2 separate regions of the Mus musculus genome follow, and region 2 is linked to region 1. Evidence: chromatin contacts called from public promoter capture Hi-C data. All regions are on one chromosome and are shown on one strand. Each heading gives the region's core, a stretch centred on a gene start, on an enhancer-like site or on the middle of the called end of the contact. The rest is flanking DNA. Distances are from core to core; before and after follow the strand shown. Region 1 holds the start of Cnih1 (cornichon family AMPA receptor auxiliary protein 1). Region 2 holds the start of Gm52121 (a long non-coding RNA gene).

Region 1 (5,905 bases), core at 2,538-5,037:
CTGTATACTTGTCTGCAGCTCTTCTCTTGTAACCCGCCAGTATGGCGCCTCTCACTCTCAATACTGTATCTGCATGCATGTTTGTCTGCCCCAATGGCGTGTATGGCCTCAGGGAGAAAGACCATTTGTAATTAATTGTCTGTGCAGCCTTCTCCCATGGCTCAGAACCCTGGGACTCTAGAGTGGACTCAAAGAATTCAAAGGATGCCAACTACACACATGGATAAAGCTGAGCTTGCCCATGCTTCTAGCGGAACATAATTTTAATCCTAAGTGTCTCGATACCCTTACACAGAATCCTTCAAAGAATCCAAGGTGGGGATCCGTACCACCTGCGGCATTAACTCAGGTGTCAGGAGTCAAGGTGGGAGGTTTGTGGGGAGCCTTCAGTTGGTGTCCCCAGCCACCCACCTCTCTTTAGATGTGTGCTACTACAGCACTCCTCACTGTCACAATCAATAGTTACCTATTTCTAGCTTTCACTGTGCTCACTTCAAGTTCTTGATCTCAGAAGAGCACAGGTTTCTCTTACTCCCTAGGAGTGTGTAAGATACACATCTTCTAACCCTCTGTACTAAAACCCCTAACGAGAATAGGAGATAAAGATAACTGAATATTAAAATGTACATCCAAGGAGGCCAGGAAGTTGAGAGGAGGTGGCATGGGAGGAGATGGAAGAAGAAAAAGAAATGGAGGGAAATGATACAAATTTAATTACTTGGAAAACTAAAATTAAAAAAAAACATTTTTTTCCAAGCCCCCTTGCTCACGCAGAGGCTATGCCAGCCGCCAGCACTTGTCTGGTGCCCGAGAGGAGAACTGAAGCTCTGAGGGACTCCCCAGGGATTCCATCAACAGCAGAAATGGGGCCTCAAACCAGGTGTGGAGTCAGCTAGACAATTTACACCATACCTTCCCACTTGCCTGAAAATGGTCTTTTTCAGCTTACAGCTCACACCTGGAGGAGGGGAAGCAAGGAGTGCAGAAAGGCACAGGAAAGCCTCCCCGGGGACCCCAGCTCCATGTGACTTTTTTTTAATTAATCATTCATTCGTTTACATCTCAAATGATATTTATCAGTCTATTACTTCTAGGACTGCAAAAATAAAATCATCTTGAGTTTAAAAAAAAACAATAAAAAATGTAATATTCACAGCAGCAAAGATTTTATTCTGTACGTTACTATGGCTCAGGGTCTAAAATATTAATGTGCAGCACATTATTGAATGAATGGAAGCTTTTAGTAATAGAAAAAAAAAACACTAAAATTTTTTAATGTACAGAACTCAACAAAATAGATTTTTCTCGAAAACCAAAAGAGCAAACAAAAAAAAAGGATTTCCTTTGTTACCAATTTCTAACACAATAAATGTTAAAAATTATAAATGTGTAGTTTGAAGGAGATAAGCTTTGATCAATTATGAATATTAACAGTCAGGTACATCATATTGTGTGGGATACATTCCTAAGTCTACTTTAGTAACAGAAAACTCAAGAATCATAACTGCAATACTTGTATTTAGCTGGTTAAATTTGACTCAAATAAATAACATATTAGCATATAGCCATCTCTGAAGGCAGGACTTCATGTAACTCAGAATCAAATGCAGAAGGAATTCAGGATCCTGTCACTATGGCCCCAGTGCTGGGATCACATGTACACCCCATGCCCAGTTTATGCAGTTTATGCGGTGGGACTTATGCAGTACTAAGAAGTGTAGGGTTTTGTGCATGTTAGGCAGGTACTTGGCCAAGTGGGCACACCCCTAGTCAAAACTAACTTTTAAGTTGAACAGTTTCTTTCAGCTGGTACCTAGGGATCTTTTGAGTAAAAAGATTGCTGAATGGTTTTCTAATAATGCACAACAGACATATACTTAAAATAATTTTCCCCAAAGTACAGTAATTATCTGAACTAAGGAACCTCTAAATCTAAAAGCTCTCCACTAATCTGTGGCACAACTTTCTTTAATCCTATAACAGGACTTAAAATTATCTATTTCACCTTGACACATTCCTTTCTAATAAAGTAACCCATTTTAAAAAAAATTGCAGGTGTTTCTTTTTTTTTTTTTTTTCTTTTTGGTTTTTCGAGACAGGGTTTCTCTGTATAGTCCTGGCTGTCCTGGAACTCAACTTTGTAGACCAGGCTGGCCTCGAACTCAAATCCGCCTGCCTCTGCCTCCCGAGTGCTGGGATTAAAGGCCTGCGCGACCACGCCCGGCTGTTTCTTAAGCCAAACACAGAATGTGGAAAACGTGGGGAAGTGCCCAGCTCTCTTCCACTAATCTCCACCATTCCAGAGGACATTTATAAAAAGAGCAAATGACTTAAAGTTACAGATGGAAAGGAGCCAGACACTCCACTTTCATTGGAAACAACAATGGGGCCAGCTCGAAAGCTATCCATCTTCCTGTTCTTCCTCCAAAGAGCAGAAGATGCTCTTCCAATCTTAGTTAAAACTAATGAGCGTTGTGTGAAGTAGCAGTTATTTCTGACAAAGTGAACACCGGACCCCAGCATTCCCCATCCACAGGCAAATAGGCTCTAAATACAATCACACTCCTTAGCAAGAAGGACCCTTGGTATCTATCTACCTACTTCGGAGACTTCTGCAACCATTTAATCTGCTGCCATTTAATCACGCACAGGATGGTGATGAAACCTGACTTAGTATTTACACGAGGTTGAACTCGCCCCATCATTCAAATTATGCCATTATTCCAGAAAGTACTGGGAGGATAGAAACAAATGAGCTCAACTTTTGAGAATTGCTGATCTCCCAGAGAGCTCTTTCAGTGGTGCTAAGCGGTAGAGACACTCAAAAGTCTGTCTCAATAGAACTGTCACCAGGGACAGAGCACAGTAAGAATGCACGTCCACCCTGCAAGGACATATGAGGAGCCAAAAGTTTCTGAGGATTTTCAAAATCAAATTAAAACTCCCTCTACTAAATCATGCAGCCCATACCACAGAGGTGGCTTGGGAGGCTGTCTCCTGAAAAAGCTCTCGCGATCCAAAGTATGACTTCAGGGGAAAACTCGGAGATGTGGCCAACGAAGTAATCAATCCAAGCTGCCTCAAAGTTCACCAGGAACTCGTCTCTCAACCACCGTGTTCTACTAGAAAATCGCCCATCGAGTGCTGCAAAGCAGAGTTGGAAATGGAGCTAAAGTAACTTATAATATCCGATTTTGGCCGTGCTCCGAGGAAGCCTTAAAAGGAAATCGGTAATTCAAGGATAAAAATTAGGAAAACTTCACGCCGAGAGTCACCGCTCGGTGCGCACTGGGCATCCATCGAGACGGGGGACGCGGACAAGCCGTGCGCGCGGGCCCGGCGTAGACACGGAGCCGCCCGCCTGCCCGCCCCGCCCAGCCCTGCTCGCGAATAGCGGAGCGCGGCCTGGGCCCGCACGCGGCGGCGTGGACACCGGGACCCCGCACGCCATGCCCTCCGGACCCCGGCCCGGGAGCGCGCAGCGTCCACGGCCCTAGCAGCCAGGCCACGTCCTGGCGCGCGCCGGCAGCTGGGGCCCCACGCAGCCCCGGGCCGGGAGCTGCAAGAGGCTGCGCCGTCGCTCGCCCTCTTTCCCCCTGCCCCGGCTACTCACGTGCCAGATGGCGAAGAAGATGAGCGCGGCGGTGAGCAGCAGCGCCAGCATATAGCAGAAGGCCGCGAAAGTGAACGCCATGGCCGGGGAGGAGCTGCCGGGCGCGCCGGGGCCAGCGGAGAAAGGCGGCGCACGGCCCTCTGGGTAAAACCATTCACTTCCCCCGGCCTCAGCCTCCACTGCCGCCGCGGCCTCCTCCCGGCGCGCTTGCGCAGAGGGCCGCCCGCGCGAGCACCCCCTGATGGTCGGAGTTTGCGTGGCTCTTCTGTTGTCTGCACAGTTGATTTTGTCCTTCATTCTGTAGTTTACTCTTTGGATAGCCATTAAATGAATGTCTAGCTTGTTCCAGAGACTAGTCTTGTGTTTGAAATGCAAAAGTAGATTTTAAAAGTGCCTGTATTGAAAGGATTTAATCTACTTCCAGGAACGAGCGACTAAACAATGTTGTTATAACGCTGTAAACTGGTACTTGTGCATGCTATGAAAGGTCACCCGGCCCTCCTGGAAGCTAATCTGAGGCTTCTATGATAAGTGCAGGAAAAGAGAAGGGAGTGCTGGCGATACAGGAAATCGGCTCAAATGAGCAAAGGGCAGAGGTGGAAAGGGAAAAAGGAAAGGAAAACGTTGTGTCTTGGGTGCAACCAGCAATGGATCTGTTAGTGGAACTTGGGTGACAGAGGTCTAAGACCTCAAACCACAGAGTAGCAAAATACGCTCAGTTCAGGAGCTCAGGCTTACACCCAGACCCCCGGCTTTTCAAACTTTATTGCTTATCACAAGATTTCAAAGATTTTGTTTTTCTCAGTGTAACCCTGTAACATAAAGACCACAGATTAGAAAGGTAGTGGTGGTGAAAAAAAAAATCAAAAACAAAGTAAAATTTCTACAAAACAGTTTTATTTTTAATGCTGGCTGCAATCTGAGAAACCAGTTCATCATCTACTAGATGCTGATGATGGAAGAAAAACTCTTCAAGGCTTTTAAGCAAGAAAGACACGATAAATTTGTGTTGAAATGTGCTCACTGGAGCAAACGGAATAGAATGTTTTAGAGGGCTATGTCCAGCCTGTCTGAGACTTTCTGCATTGGTAGACATTTGCTCTTGTGGAATACAGCCACTGGCTACTTGTGGATACAAGGTGGCTAAGATGGCTAAGGAATTGAACTTTAAATTCTGCATCACTCTAGTGGATTAACATTTATTTTAAAGTTACATTCATTGTGTGAGCACACATCCACTGTTTGGTGGTGAGTGGAAGAAACTCTGAGGCAGTGAGGGTCTGGGAGAATGTGTGCTATTTGGCTTGGGCACTAAATCCTCAGAGTCATGGGAAAATGGCAAATGCCACTACACCCCAGGCTCAAGGAAATAGCAAAACCTTTCTCTAGTCTGTGTGGATTTCCATCTCTACCATAGCCCCACCCTATTCACTGCCTGAAGACTGCTCCCTGCAGAGACTGCACCTACTAAGATTTATTAAATCTGCCTCCTGGTTCACTGAACGCAGTAACCCCTTGTACTGGCTAGTTTTCTGTCAACTTGACACAGCTGGAGTTATCACAGAGAAAGGAGTTTCAGTTGGGGAAAATGTCTTCACGAGATATCCAGCTGTAAGGCATTTTCTCAATTAGTGATCAAGGGGGAGAGGCCCCTTGTGGGTGGGGCCATCTCTGGGCTGGTAGTCTTGGATTCTATAAGAGAGCAGGCTGAGCAAGCCAGGGGAAGTAAGCCAGTAAAGAACATCCCTCCATGGCCTCTGCATCAGCTCCTGCTTCCTGACCTGCTTGAGTTCCAGTGCTGACTTCCTTGGTGGTGAGCAACAGTATGGAAGTGTAAGCTGAATAAATCCTTCCCTCTCCAACTTGCTTCTTGGTCATGATGTTTGTGCAGGAATAGAAACCCTGACTAAGACACCCCTTCTCCCTGTTTCTGTACTCAATACACACACCAAGCTTCCAGGAAGCTGTGCTTTCTCCATCCAAAAGCCCAGCCTACCTGACCCCAACTGTCCTGTATGTGTGTCTTTCTTTTATCCGTTCACTGGACACCCCAGCCATTCCTGGAGGCCGTGCAACCATGAGGCACGGTCAGTGAACAAACCACAGGAATCAGTTCTACTATCCCAGGGACGGAACTCAGAGGTCAGGCATAGCCCAATGCCTTTGCCCACTGATCCATCTCACCAGTCCTCAGCTGAACTTCAAATGGCTACATGTTGCTAAGGTACTAGATAGTGGAGGTCTGTATCACCAATATTATATGGCATGTGGAAATCATACTTTTCTGATAGA
Region 2 (5,673 bases), core at 275-2,774, 220 kb after region 1:
TGTATGGTCAGCTTAGGGAAGGGAGTAGCGGACTGCTCGTGAGGCAGGGCTATGACTAGAGAGAATGATGTTGCCATGTCAGTGATGGGGCTCAAAGGCATGAGGGCTAAACTGAAAAAATGAGATTGGGGGTGGAAGGCAGACTCTTCAGCTGATGCCACAGATGACGGAAGGAGCAGAAGAGAGGACGGGGAGAATCTGGATATATATGAGGCACATTTCCAACAGAGAGTATCTAATGTCAAAAACAGAGGTCTCTTTTATAGGATTTTAGCGGCTGGTGGCCATCTCCACTAGAACACTGACAATAAACCCAGATTCCAGTGGGTTCTGCTTCTTGCCAAGGAGTGTGTTGGATGCTGGCTGGGGATCTTCTACATCAGAAAGTCACTGCTTTTTACAGCAATGCCTTTGGTTGCAAAGATGGAGTCCTTCTCCGAGTGCCTCTCTACTCCTAGTCTGCTCCCCCCCCCCAAATCATTCCCATTAAAGACATTTCGATGGTTTCAAGCACCTTCACCAGCCTCTCTACCAATTTTATTGAAAAGGGCAGGTCCTAGTGCCAGGCCGAATACCTTGACGGAGACTAAAGATAAGTAGTAGATAGATAGACTAACAGGTACATCCTTGTCTAAAGGTGGCTGTGTAAGAGCCATTAAAACAAAGTGACACTGCTGCTGTCCTCCTCAGCTCAGGACCAGTGAGGATAGAGCTTTGCATTGTCTTTCTCCTCACAGGACTTTGTCCCCAAGACCTGGAGGTAAAGATGAGGGCCAGTCGGCGAATTTCTAAAGCCCCTGGACATAGAAGTGCACCTGCCTTCCCCCATGACCACCAATAGACTTCTGTCCTGGAAGAAGCCCCCCCACCCAGGTCTCCCCTCTCAGCAGTGAGCTGGGGCAGCTCAGAGCATACACAGCATGTGGGTCTGCTGGACCTGGGCTATTGAAAGCTCACTCATGTCTGGACCCTGCTGCCCTGGGCCTTTTCTTCACCCTCTGTCCTTCCTAGTTCCCTGTGGCTTTCCTTCCCCCTTAGGTCTTGTCCTTTCTTATAGAATTCTAGACAGCATCCTTGACTTCAGGAAGCATGAGTCACACTCTGCCTATGCATGGCCTCAGTTGTGTTCTGCAGTTTCTCACCAAGTTAACTAAAGCAAAAGGTCCCTACCTGGTCAGTCCAACTAGCTCTGCTCTAGCCATTGATCTATAGCCCTGCTTAGTTCTGGGCCCCAAAGGGGGTGGGGGACACGGCCACAGTCATTCCATTCTTTACCGTCACCTTCCCTGCTGTCCTTGCTGCTCTCTGACCTCAAGACTTCAGCGTTTAGAGGTAGTTCCCCTTCTCGTTAAAAAATAAAATTAAAAAAAAAAAAGGTGAAACCTGGCCTCATCACCAAACCTACTAACCTGAGTGAGCCTGCAGCACTCGTAGCAGGTGATGCAAACCTGCTTTTACTGCTTGCCTCTGCATAAATTCCCAGGGTAATAGCTTGGGAGTGGACCAGGAAGGGAGGTGCACCTCTAACTCCCTCTACAGGGCTGTGCTGGTACAGCACAAATAGATGCCTTCCAGGCTCACCCAACTCTGTTCTTGGTTAATCCAGACTTTCTTTCATAAGGCAATGCATAGTTAATCTGCAACAGAGATTCAAATAGCTTACCTCAATAAAAAAATCATTCATTTCTTCTCCATAGGTGACTTAGATGTGTAATGCTTCAGATTTTATGCCGAAATGCATAACATATAAACCTCACCGTCAGCACCTTCGCTATGCATGCTTTGGGAATATCAGTGTGCTCTTTCTTGATGACAGTATTTACACAGCTACACCCCACAGCATAAACTCACACATTCACACTAATACATTAGATTCATAGATCTTCAGATGAAAACGTTTGCCTGTTAAGAAACTCCATTTAGTTTAGGAAGTGTGAGACCCCGTGGAGGTACAATCTGGGCTCATTTTAGAGAACATCTCTCTGGTGCAGGGTGGAGCTGTTGGCTGTAATTCTCCTCACACTTGCCAGGGTTGGTTCCTAGTGTGTGAATTAGCTGCTGTCCATGTTGGCCCCAGTGATCAAGCAGGAGCTATCAAAGCTTTCTTGTGAACTGCTAAGTTCTCCAAGATACTCCCCGCAGCTCTCTTCTCTGGGAAGTACCAAGCACTTAGGCCTTGGCATTGTCTAAGGCCTCCTTACACTGCAGTGAACACTGAAGAGAGCATTCTGTCGGAATTCTCATTTTTGGCCTTCCCATGGGACAGTGTCCAGTGCTCGTGCAGTATCACAAAGCAAGAGCTTTTGTTGTCTTTCATCAAGTCAGCCCAAGGATTGCTGATTCGTTATTTTAAAGACTCTGAGCATCCCGTCATGGTGGAGGGGGTTGGGCTCAGGTGGGGGTAGGGGTGAAGATTGGCAAGAGCAGAAACTCATGCCTTTACCCAGCGTGCTTTCTCCAGAAAGGCTTCCAACCCTAGCAGCTACGTGAGTGGCATCTGTAAGATTGTGTCATGTGGTTGTCAAGAGCAAGGGAATGGTGTTTCTATCTCCAATTTCCATAAGTTTTAGGATCCCTGTTCCTAGGACATTTTATTAAAACTGTCACCATGCGAACATAAACCGTCTTGACACAATGCCATTGGGATTGCTTTTCTTTCACTCTTCAACAGATGTTTGCAAAAGAGTTGCATTAAAATACATTTAACTCTACTATCTCTCCCTCTCAAATCTTTTTTTTTTTTTTGGTGAAGATTACCTTAATTGGTGTTGTGGCAACCAGGGAGAGTACCCAAGGATGCCTTTGTTCTGCAGCAGAATTGTCCACCCTAAAGAGAATGTTATGAAGGCAGTTCAGGAAAGACCTGGAAATTGAACTGTTTTGTCTTCTGTCAGACATCCAGCAGGCCACGCGGGGCTAAGCTCTGTGAGAAAGTGAAACAGTATCAGGGATGAGCGAGGGCAGGGTGAAAGGGTGAGGTGAGCAACTTCGTATGAGAGAGGTTTCCTTAGAAAAATGATATCTGCACAACAATGAGCTGACAGGAGCAACACAGTGGCTCAGGGGAAAGCCCTCTAGGAAGGGAAAACACCAAGGTTCCAAGGTACCAAAGTACCAAGGTTCCAAAGGAGGTGCGCCCCTGACATGTTACAGGGACCTGGGCTGGAGCAAAGCAAGAGAGAGACAGACAATAGCAGAGTGGGACTGAATTATAGACCCAGGAGGACGCTGGCTTTTCCTCACGAGGACACCGTGTGCTGCTCCATTTCCTACCAGCCTTGCAGAATATCAGAGTCTTGGGTGCCTACAAGGAAAGGAAGCTTATTTAGCTCATAGATTTGGAGGCTGAAAGGCTAAGACCAGACCTAGTCCAGCCCAGTTGTGTGAGCCTCTGGTGAGAACCTCGTGGTGAATGGCATCACAATGGGAAGAGTCTATACAAAAGAGAAGCTTTGATAAGACAAAAAAAGCCAGAGAGAGTCAGGGGATGAGGCTGGCTCTTTTTACAGGTCACTGTCATGGTACCTCTCAAAGGTCCACTCAGGTCCTTCTGTGGACAGTGAACTATCATCTAATTAGCTTCTCACGAAGCCCTACCTCTTAGAAGTCACACCACCTCTGTACACATGGGACCCAGTCTTCCAGTGTGTGAGCCTTTGGGCCATCCTCACACCATCCCCAAACCACAGCAGATGGGTAGCACTCCAATCTTTAATCGGGAGAGCCATCAACTAGTCTTAAAAGATCATTCTTGCAAAATGCTGGTTGTGATTCCTAGACTTTCACTGATGATGGAGCAGGGTGCCTAAGTGTGTTCAGATTCTGAATATATTCTGAATACACTAACGGATTAAGTTCATGATGACAGATCTGGAGCGATAAAGAGGGAGGGACATAATATCTTTGGACATAAAGTGTTGAGACCCTCCCTGTAAATGGAGATGAGGGTACAATGGAATCCATGTCTAGAGACTAACAGAGAGATCTGGGCTGTAAACATAGATGTGGTAGTTTCCCTGCATATTCATGGCTCAGAGGTCAGAACCCGGGCAGGTGGTTAGGGAAGTTGGCTTATTTTATACACTTTCTGGAAATGGGTGCTTCACCTACAGAAGTAAAACAGAGCCAGCAGTGGTCAGAAAATGAAAGAGAACCACAACCCTAACCAGAGCTCTTGGCCAAGAGACTTCAGGATGAATTCCCAGCTGCCCTGGGTCCTTTGGGGGCCAAGGAACCTTACTGGGGCACCCAGCTATGCCAGAGCCCAGGGAAAAGTGGCTACAGATCTTTGTTGAAGAGACCCCCAGACCACTCTTCAGGGGTGGCTGAGCCATTGCAAGTCTTTACTGGAGCTGGTGATTCCTGATTGCTGCCCTTCGAACGCCACCAGGTGCCCATGGATAACCAGCACCTAGTGACTTCCTGCCCTCATAGAAGGCTATCAGGCTTCATGGCTCTACTCTACAGATCCCTGCCTTTCCTGGCGAGCTCAAGAAGCAGGAATTGCCCATGTGTATACAATGAAAAATGATCACATCCACCCGCCGTTTCCCCATTCCAAACTCACCTCAGAGCTCCCCTGTCACATCAGTCACGCCACTTCCTGTCCCATTGAAAACAAACAAAATCTAGTAAGTCCCATTAGTGCTGGCCATCCCTGTGTGTATGAGATCATCCAGTAGAGCAGTAGAGTGTGGGCATCCATCCAGTAAGCACCCCTCCAAGGATGGCTGGTCCTCCCATTCCCAGCAGTTAACTGCTGATAACTCCTCCTTTAGGGATAGAGTCTCATGAGCCTTTCCCTCATCCATGCTGGAAATTTGGTTGGCTTGATCTTGTGCAGGTCTTGTGTCTTATACAGCTGCCAACAACAGTGTCATGTCCACAGGCAGCACTTTAGAGAATGCCTCTCCATCTCCCAGCTTTTACATTCTTCCCGGAGCCTTGTTTGTTTTTTTACTAAGTATACAAAACCCCTCATATTAACTAACCATTGCTGTGTAAGAAATTACTCCCAGAGGGTGGTGGTGGTGGTTAGAAGGATGGCTCAGCAGTCAAGAACTTTGTTGCTCTTCCAAAGGCCTGGGGTTCAATTCCCAGCATCACATGTTGTCTGGAAATCATCCATAATTCCTGTTCCAGGGAGTCAGAAACCTTCTGACCTCTGAGGTTACCAGACAATGCTGGCACACAGACATACATGTGAGCAAAACACTCATACATGTAAAACAAAATAATAAAAAAATTTAAAAATATCTTTAAAAATTACCTCCAAACTTAATGGCCTAACATAACAGCCTGCTTGGGCTGGCCAGGTCCAGTGTCTCTGACATCACTGTCGTGATATTAACTGGAGCCGGAGCAGGACTTTCAAGGTGGCTCAGTGACGTGTCAGCCAAGCCTGTTCTGACTCTTAGCAGAAGGCCTGAGCCTTCATCTTCTCTGGAGATGCCTAAGTCTCTTCATAATTGGTATCACTGGCTTCCCTCACAGCAAGGGAACAGAGAAAGCAAGATAGGAACTGCAAAGCTTATGAAGACATCTCTGCCACGTTGTTAGCCACACAGGCATTTGATTAGTGTAGGAGAATGTGTAGAGTGTGAATGCCCGAGTAGAGGGCCAGTGGGGACCATTTGACCAAGGAGAAAGATGCTGCATACAAAACACCACTGG

What was found. Promoter capture Hi-C pulls out the DNA fragments that hold promoters and counts their contacts.
Region 2: a promoter capture Hi-C map of trophoblast stem cells shows a contact between it and region 1, with 2.3 times the contacts expected there. The contact joins the enhancer-like site here to the promoter of Cnih1 in region 1. A contact is called at or near these places in 3 of 39 promoter capture datasets (liver and trophoblast stem cells) and 1 of 9 other capture datasets (adipose tissue).

Annotation. Positions count from the first base shown.
Region 1 is chr14:46,784,570-46,790,474 of GRCm38.p6, forward strand. It overlaps Cnih1 (cornichon family AMPA receptor auxiliary protein 1), which reads right to left and starts at 3,788. Exons shown (of 5, transcript NM_009919.2): 1 at 3,614-3,788. The coding sequence starts at 3,694.
Region 2 is chr14:47,002,842-47,008,514 of GRCm38.p6, forward strand. All of the region lies in intron 2 of Samd4 (sterile alpha motif domain containing 4), which reads left to right. Gm52121 (a long non-coding RNA gene) reads right to left here and starts at 5,279. Exons shown (of 3, transcript XR_003951145.1): 1 at 2,758-5,279. Within about 2 kb of position 1,525, at least 7 of the 459 cell types and tissues checked have an H3K27ac peak or open chromatin away from gene starts, as enhancers often do. A contact at or near this core is called in trophoblast stem cells, where this site is marked.